Linked DNA regions of Anas platyrhynchos: region 2 is linked to region 1. Evidence: chromatin contacts called from public Hi-C data. All regions are on one chromosome and are shown on one strand. The core of a region is the stretch at or near the end of the contact, and the rest is flanking DNA. Distances in the headings are between cores, read along the strand shown.

The links. Hi-C and Micro-C count contacts between places; a contact is called where the count stands out from the background.
Region 2: a contact with region 1 is called in a Hi-C map of skeletal muscle, with 1.6 times the contacts expected there. The contact joins two enhancer-like sites. A contact is called at or near these places in 2 of 8 Hi-C or Micro-C datasets (skeletal muscle and subcutaneous adipose tissue).

Annotation. Positions count from the first base shown.
Region 1 is chr6:35,459,072-35,463,616 of IASCAAS_PekinDuck_T2T, forward strand. The region is part of intron 1 of GRK5 (G protein-coupled receptor kinase 5); the gene reads left to right. Among named protein-coding and RNA genes, the nearest start is that of GRK5, 22 kb to the left of the region's middle. Within about 2 kb of position 2,625, at least 4 of the 8 cell types and tissues checked have an H3K27ac peak or open chromatin away from gene starts, as enhancers often do.
Region 2 is chr6:35,580,020-35,584,564 of IASCAAS_PekinDuck_T2T, forward strand. GRK5 (G protein-coupled receptor kinase 5) reads left to right here. Exons shown (of 17, transcript XM_038181479.2): 6 at 397-489; 7 at 3,493-3,556; 8 at 4,102-4,242. Among named protein-coding and RNA genes, the nearest start is that of RGS10, 71 kb to the right of the region's middle. Within about 2 kb of position 2,317, at least 1 of the 8 cell types and tissues checked has an H3K27ac peak or open chromatin away from gene starts, as enhancers often do.

The DNA of each region.
Region 1 (4,545 bases), core at 1,375-3,874:
CTCCCATAGAGTAACAGCATGTATCTGTAGGCTTGGTTAATAAATAATTATGGTGTAAAATTAAACATATGGAAAATATTTCCTTTTCTGTTTTCTAATTTATAACTTAATTTAAACATTTTTTGACGATGGTCTTTTCTGCAAAGGAAAATAGCTGGAGTATGGACAGGTGATTAAAGATATTTAATTTTCACCTTTAAATATTAATTTCTCTCCCAAACCCTTATGCATGGGAAAATTTATACATATGAATTGTTCATCTAACTTTAAAATAGGACGTATGTGACTTCAGAGCCAACCTCTGAAAGGTGACTTGCAAGTAAAATCTGTAAGAGTTTCAAGAATTTGTATTAAATCATTGTTCCATGAGGCAATCATGCACAAATCCGTCTGCTTTGAGGACAAGTCTGGGACCTGTTTCCAAAGTATATGAACAGCAGCAGTTTTTGCCAGTTGGCAGCCGGGGACCTGAAATATCTGTTATTTTTTAGTGCAAGTACGCCATGCTACAGTCTGCGATTTAGAAGGTTAGTGTTTGCAAATCATACATAAAAACTTCCTTTTGTTTCATTTGTAAGCTTTTTAATTCAGCTGGTGTCCAGAATATTGTTAAACTCAAGGGTATTAAGTGCAATGGTTTTGTTTTAAAATCACAGTTTTAATGCATTTTTGGTATTTTGAACTCCAGATGCATTCTTAGAACATTGAACATTTTTCAGCTACCAAAACTAAGATTGAAATAAACTGTAGTGGTAGCACACCTTGGGCTCAGATTTTCTATAAAATCTCCCTAAAGGTTTTTCTAAAGATCTTTCTGAACTAAAAATTTGACCAGATGTAACAGGCTTCCATATTGAGAACAAAATGTTTTGATGCTGCTGATGCTGAAGAAGGAATTATTTCTTAATTACTTTAACGTCTGTTTAACTGGCTTTCTGGCATCTCTACCTTGTGTTGCTGTGTGTCAAGTCAGGGTATTATTTTATTTGTTTTAGAGCATGTATTTGGGCAGGTCTTTGCACCTCCTATTTATGAATGATACCATAGATGGGGTTTCTTAGCCTAAGCGTGGCTAAGACAAATACCAGTGGAGTCTGATGGAAAATGTACAGCCTTAATAGACGTGCTGTTATGCCCTGTTGAATTTTGTTGTAGTATTTATTTTGCTCAGAAAGAGAAAACAAGTAATTAGCCAAGAAAGCTCACAGCTGCATAGCATACTCCCCTCTCTCCTATATACACACAGCCTATTGGTATATTCAAAACTGGCACTAATGAAACATAAATAGATTCTTTTCCTGTATGGAAAAGACTTTTAACGTTGAATGGGAATGAAAGCAATAGGTTTCTTTGGAAATCCTTGTTACTTGGGGTCTAAGTTTGGATTTGGGGTTCTAAAGGTGTCTGCAGTTCCCTCCTGCATGGTACGATGTCTCCATGGATTTGCTTATTGTGTTTTACTTGTTTGTTTAAACCTGTCAGGAGATGGGACCCTGTTTGTAGAATTCTAGCCTTGCTGTTTGCCACAAAATCTGAGCTTGGGTTAAAGTTGGTGTTTTGAGGTGGGGACAGCTGTAAAACCCCAGCCTCAACCATCTAAAACCTCAGTCAGAGCCATCTGATCCAGGATGTACCTGATGTTGCGGAAATTCTGAAATCATAGTTCTGAGATAAAATTTATGTTATTTTTGAAGAGGAAAGTATGGTATCCAGGGAGGGAAATGATTTTTTTTCTACCCAAAATCTCCAGAAGAAACCTTTCTTTGCATAGTTGTGTAAACAGCATGCTTCAGTCCCTCTGTGTACCAAATCTCCTCTTCCCCCTCTGTGCATTTCAGCCTGCATCTGTGATGTGCAGTGCTTCCAGCAGTGACCCCTTATTTTGGCAGCACTTTTGGCAGTGCCCACCAACGTCGTGCTGCCACAGGCCTGTCCCTCCGTGGTACGGGCACCTCTTGTCAAACTGAAATAGCTGCCACGTGCAGGCCGGCCAGGGCTGCACACCAGGCCTCGGTCATGTACAGCCACGCCTGCTCCATTCTTGTCTGCTTCTGGGTGAAAAACCACAGGCCGTGTCCTTTCATCACCCATATTTACCCCTGGGTTTGGTGCTAAGAGACATTAGCAAGCAGTGTGATGCCATGGTGGTGGTTCTTATCTCTACACGCTGTGGCTCTGAAGCGTTTCTGGTCAGGGATGCCTCGCGTTCCTGGCATAGCATGATAACATCTTCACCGCGGTGCTCTGTGCTCTGCAAGGCCTTGAACAACATTCAAATAGGCTTTCTGCCTTTTCTTTTAAAGGGGGGAAAGGTGATTTGGCTTCAGATGAGACAGGATGGATTGGCTTACATAAGCTGCATGAAATGTAGCAAAGTCCTACCCTGCAGCACCCTCACAGTAGGGACAAGCTAATGAATTCCCCATTCCCGTGCTCGTAGAGCGACTTGGAAGAATATAGTTTTCTACTTGAGTGAAACATGCTTCCTTTCTAATTCTTCTGCACTTTTTAACAATTGCCCTTCTGTCCAGCCAGTCCCTTGATACCAATAGGAGAGCTCCTATTGACTTCAGCAGGATTTCCATTGAGGGCCGCGGGTGCCTGATGTCCCTATCTGCGGATGAGATAACAGCACTTTGCATAGCAGAGGTGTGGCACACAACAGCTAAAAATAAAAGGGAGAGAAGCAGACAGACCTGGCCTATTCTTTCCCCTTGAAAACCTTAGAAAAGCCTGTGCAAGTGGCTAAGGGAAAGGCTGACCCAAGCCCGGCCACATTAAGCATCTTTCCCATTATCTAGCAGGAACCCCTCCTCCAGACTTTCCATGTGGCAAGGAATTTCCTCTTCTGTCTGGCTGAATTTTTGGAGAGCCTTTAATATTGGCAGTAGCTCTGCACATTTTTTTTTCTGGGGAACTTGGTGGAAGTTGAGCTGGGGCGGTGAATTATAATGAAAGCAAAGAACACAGCCTCACGTCCTGCCCCGCGGGCTCGGTTTCTGTGGTTGCTTTGCCAGCGTTGTGGCTCCGTGTGAGGACCTGGGGCTGCTGGACCCCTAGCCCCACAGAGGTCCTGTGGGTTTGAGCTCTTGATCTCTGAACAAAATGCCCTCCTCTTGGAAGGAAAGCCTTCTTTCGCCAGGGTGTGTGCCAGCAGGCTGCCAGAGGGAGGTGGGGGGTGATTTATAGACAATGAGAGATTTTCAAGAGGTCTCCTTCCTATATGCAGGGCATCATAGGCAAGGATCATTAAACTGGCCCCCAAACTTGTGTTGAATTGTGCCAGAGCTGAAGGGTACTGGTGACTAAGTTAGATAAACTTTGAAATGCCTAATTGTTCTGTTTTTCAAACGCACCCTCACTGTAATGTTCAGTGCTTTAATAACAGTTTCCTTAGAAAGTTCAAAATGTTTTATGTGTCACAATGCCAGAAAAAATAACTTGTAGGGAAACAAAACAAATATGTAATTCTTAATGGGAAAAGGTCACTTTTCTATCCCTTCCTCCTACCTGCTGGAAACGCTCGTTTAACTGAACCGGTGTCCCCCAAACCTTTTTGTCTGCATCTTGCTTCTCACCTCGACAATTTCAGCCTCTTACCACAGTCCGTGCTGCCTGCGTGTAGGTGACACCAGCTCCTGCCTGCTCCGCGTGGCACAGCAGGGAAGAGGTGCTGGCCACAGCAGACCTCGATGCTGACAGCCATGCACCTCCCTGCTGCTTATCTTGCCCGGCGTCGGGCCAAGCCATGGGCCCTCCAGCTTTGTTTTCTGTCCTAGGTGGGTTTGTGTCCCCAGTGAAACTTTGGACCCTGGGCACGGCACGTTGTCACGTAAGGAAAAAATAATAATAATAATAAAAAAAAAAGCAACAGGGAGATATCGGATCAGGGATAAGATGGGGACGTGGGCTGGTTTGGAGGTCGCAATGTGCGTGCTTGGCAAGCTGGTGGCAGGGCTGGAGCAGCATCAGAGGCGTCTGACCGACCGGCCACTTGTTCTGGGGGACAATCAGTGTCCCAGGGACACAATGGGAGGGGAATTACTTAGTCACAGGCACACAGAGAGAGGAAGCCTCCACTTGACAACGTGGATATTTTTGCATGTGGTTATTTTCTTCCAGTTTTGCCTCTGCGTATCAGCAAAGAGGCTGCAGATTCCTCTAGAAGCAGTAAGAGGAAGTGAAGGTAGAGCAGGGAATGAAAATGGCTAAATTCTGGGTAACCACCGTGCCGTGCTGCCTCCACACAGCCCGTGCACGCTACACACGCACCAGATTGCTGCTGAGAAGTGCTTCTCTTCTACTCGTGGCTGAAACCACTTCAGATTGCTGGGGGAGTCACTGGTTTCTTCCCAGCTGTCCTCTTCCTTCACTGCAGCCTCTCAGGACTCTCAGGTGGCCTTACCGTGGTGAACTCCAGCTCTGGTTTCTCCAGCTCAGGGTCCAGCACCTCTTCTCCCGATGCCTCCGCCTCTCTCACGTGCCTTCTTCTGCAGCCTGGCGTGCCCATAACCTTCCTCTGTGCTTTGTGCCTCATGTAACCGT
Region 2 (4,545 bases), core at 1,067-3,566, 120 kb after region 1:
CCAGATGTAAACATCCCCCAAAGTTTAGGAGCTTAGTTCCTGCAGGTGTTGTGTTAAGCCAGACTTAATTTATTTAGAGAAGCAAAGATACTTTTTGAGTGTTTAACAGCCTTTGTTAAAGTTCATTTAAGCCAATGGGAGGCTCCTTGTTAATTTTCAGCAAGCATTATCAGTGCATATTTCTATTCAGCTTTTGTAACTCCTTCTCTTATGAAGCACATTAAACATATCACTTTGTTCCTAGCCTGAAACCATGAGTAAAATAAAATAGGAATTAAGTAGGAGTCAAATGACCCTACTGTTCAAGAAGTCTGTATTTTCTCGTCTTGTTTTGTTTCTCTTTTGCTCCAAGATCAGGATTATAAAATGCTTATATATCCTTTTCATCTGAGATAGATCTGTCCTTGACCACCTCAGTGGGGAACCATTCCAAGAATACCTAAACAGCATGTACTTCGACAGGTTTCTGCAGTGGAAGTGGTTGGAAAGGTAAGTCACAATATTTTATTTATTTATTTATTTGTAATAGAAACGAATACAAAAGGTTTATTTCACTTTCCATGCAAAGCTCATAGAATGCTGCCAAAATCTGACAGCTGAGATGGTGCACGTACAGTCCCTTTGTCTTGAAGGCAAAATCAGTTTTGTCCTTTCTTCAGCATCATTAGTACCTCTTCCCAGTGCTTGCCATTTATGGCCTTCTCAATGCAGCAATTCTCTCCCTCTTTATGCTGTTCTCCTTCAAAAGATCCATCAAGACTCATTCCCTGTCCCCTGAGCTGTATTCCAGGGAAGCTCACCCAGAAAAGCTCTCCAGCCACTGCCTTCTATCTCGAGGACACCGCTGTCCTGGAGGTGGCAGGCTCCAGCAAGCAGCTTGGGCAGCTTCTTTGCCCAGTATGCTTGTGCATGCCTGGTGAATAGGACAAGACGTACAGCCCATAAAAAGTAAGAATCCAAGTCTCCTCTGTGATCTGGGAAACCTCAGTGGCCAATTTCATTGTAGACCCTGTCACAATGAGCTATTCATGGCACAGCAGGAGGACACATTGCACTTGTTTATGACCTAGCCTCCTGCATCTATAGCGCGAAATGTACGATACACATCCAGTCTCTGGCTTTTGCATTCACAAACACTGCCCAAGCAAGAGGGAAACAGATGCTGCTTGGTAGGGAAGTAAATAATAAAAGAGAAATCCATCCCAAAACACTAGGGAGCCTGTTTTGGCTTCTAAAGCTTGAATGTTCTGCTGTTTAATGGTATTAGGTACGATTAAAATACATTCAGATTTTTTTGTTGTCTTTCTATTTAGCTACGCTCCGAATATGGTGACTTTTTGTCTAGACCAGTTATCACAATTATTAAAACACCGTAAAGAGACAAAAATGCAGCATATAGGTCCCACATGGTATTTATTGGCTAGACACTGAAGAGCACATTTAATGAGCAAGCTGCCTTAGTGGGTATTAATTTGCAGGGAATGGGACCTTTGCCCCCTCCTTGCTGGTGAGTGCCGTAGCAGATGACCACTGCTGGGTGACAGCGACCTTGAGTCAAGAGAAGCCCCAGTTGCCACAAATGGAATTAATTACGGCAGATGAGCTGGGACCAGATCCTCGAGTGGTGGATATGAGCATAAGGGCTCGGAGATCAAAGGAGCTGTGCCAGTTACTCTCCCTGGAAAGCTACACAGCTGCCGCACAGGGGGAAGGGAGGTGGTGGGCAGAGGGGAGAGCCGCTTCATGCCAAGACATGCTCCACATGCCACCTCCTCTGAATCCAGCATTTACTCTTCCATTTCAATTGAAAAACATCAGATGATTCATCTCTAGCCAGGCTATTTCCCAGCTATTTTCACATTCAGGATAAGGAATTTTCTCAAATGCTTTGAGGATTTTATTTTTTTCCATTCCCCCAACAAATGTGACAAGCTATTGGCTGTGCCTATCTGGCTTAAGGAGAACTGTTTTTAGGATTAGCAAAGAGCTGTTAGTAGCGTGGAGTGATCAACAGCTCCTTCTGGCAGCCTGCTGGCTCCAGTGAAGAGTCAAACAGTCGATTTACTCCAGGGACATTGCTGAGCACGTAGTTATCTCTGCTAATTGTTGCTTTTAACCCTAACAGAATTTGCAGTATCTTCTTAGAAGCCTGAAAACAGCATTTTTCCTCTTTCCGTTTTGGCTATTTGCAGAGTTTTCTCCCTCTACTTTTAAAAACAATGATGAGCATAAATGAAACAATTCACTTTAACGTTTATTCCTTATTGTCATCAACCTCATCATCGCCGCCGCTGGAACAGCCGCGTTTTTGTGCTCCCTCTGCCGGCTGGCTGCCCGCCAGAGGAAAACAAAGCTCCGACGAGGTTCTGATGAACGTTCATATCGACTGCTAATGCAATTTTAAAACTTTAGTGATAGACTGGTGGACACAAAATCAGATATCTCAGAGCCCTGAGTTCTTTCTCTGTCACACTGTAAAACTGTGATGATAGCAAAAGCGGTAGAAGCCAGATTTAGGGCTGGAGCCCTTTTGGTAGAGCAGATTTTTGTGGGAATTTTATTAGATCTTGTACCCTTATGGAGCACTCTGCTGTCAGAAAGACTTATTTAACCCCTAATTTGGCCTTTAAATTGCTACAGAAAATGCACACAGGTTAACTCACCAGAGGGGAAAAAATATATAAAATAAAAATAAAAAAATAAAAGACCCTCTGCTTAATTTGCTCAAGAAACTGAACCAGAAGAAGACTTTCTTGTCAGGTGAATGGTTGCAGCTAATCTGTTTCACGTGCCTGAAAGGAAAGAGATGCTCTTCCTCCTTTCTTGCCCAGCGGTGCTGTCCCCAGAGGCAGGTAATTCAGGTCGGGTTGGAAGGGCTCCGAGCCATGCTTCCTGCTCTTACCCTTCTGTGAATGGGATCCGAGCTCTCCTCTCCAGTTCCTGAGATTGTTTTTTGCTTGTTTCATATTGATTTCCTGTTTTGCTTAAGGTCAAGAAAATAGAAGTATTTTCATAGTGGTTGAATCTTGGATCTCTTTTTCTCAGCTTGAAGACCAAAGTAATTAGATGTTAGCCCAGCACGACCCTTAAAAAATTCCTCTGCATCACAAGATGAGCTGTGGAATTAAAATGCTGTTGCAAGCTCTCAGGCCTCGTCTCTGCTTGACAAAGGCCAAAACTGTGTAACGGAGATTCAGTACCCTCCTCGGTCCTAAGATGCTAGCAGAAATTATCCTGATGACTCACTAATGTGTTGTATTTTATTACAGCTTAATATGTTGGAATTGAAAAGTTCAGGCCATACATAGTATTGAAGTAATGTAATTACATAATTATATATTATATTATATAATATAATTACCTTGAAATAATGTGATTATATAATATTTATCTATTTTGCTTTTCAAAAGTATGCCCTGAAATAAATAAATCACAGAGAGTGCATTAAATGTAGTGTGTCTTTTTTTTTTTTCTCTCTTCCTTTTCTTCCAGGCAACCAGTAACGAAAAACACGTTTAGGCAGTACAGGGTGCTAGGGAAAGGCGGCTTTGGGGAGGTGAGTGATTCTGAAAGTTTCTGTTAAGACTGTTTCTTGCTTCTCAGGCACTGCAGGTTACAGTATCTTGATGAGACAGAGGCTGATTTTCATTAATTGCTGACGGTTTTACTTAACCTCTCTTGACACTGCAATCTCAAAAGAACACTTTCGAAAATTATTTTGTGTTTGACTGTTGCAGTCACAGTGGAATTAGGGTCACACCCTACTTGTATTTTACTAATGGCTTGAGGTCACTGCCTGGGCAGCAGAGTCCGAGGAGGCAGAGGCAGGCCTTTGCGGAGCAGATTACCATCTACACAGACAAAAGGAGGTGGGATAGGAAGCAGGCGGAGGAAAGTGGAATAATTAAACCAATATTACACAGCAGGTTTGGAAACTGTAGACGGTTCCCCAGATGCCCCCGCCTAAGCCTTATTCGCTCCACCACTGTCTCTAGCCTTAAAAGGACTAAATCAGATCAGACCAGATTGTGAGGAGCAAAGTGCAACCCAGAAAAAGTGTTTTCTTTGACTTACCCAGCAATTGTTCTCTTTAATTCTCAGGTCTGCGCTTGCCAAGTCCGAGCAACAGGGAAGATGTACGCCTGCAAAAGATTAGAGAAGAAGAGAATAAAAAAGAGGAAAGGCGAATCCATGGCACTAAATGAAAAGCAGATTTTAGAAAAAGTCAATAGTCAGTTTGTAGTGAGTATTGAACTCTCTAGAGCTTAGTTCTGTGCTCACCTGCTGGGCACCCTCTCCTGTTGTATCTGATCCAACTCCTGTTACAGAAAAGGTGCCATTTTCTGTAGGGAACCAATCCTTCCACATTTCACCTTAGTCCTGCTCCATGCACGTTTGCAGAGTCTCGCTTTTATCTGTGGTCTGTGAGAAATGCACCAAGCAAGGTGCCTGTTTCTACCATGTGAGCTTGATGCTCTTTACAGCCTTGACTTGCATCAGGGCTTGCATCAGGCTGAGCTATTTTTATCCTGCGTGATTACCTGA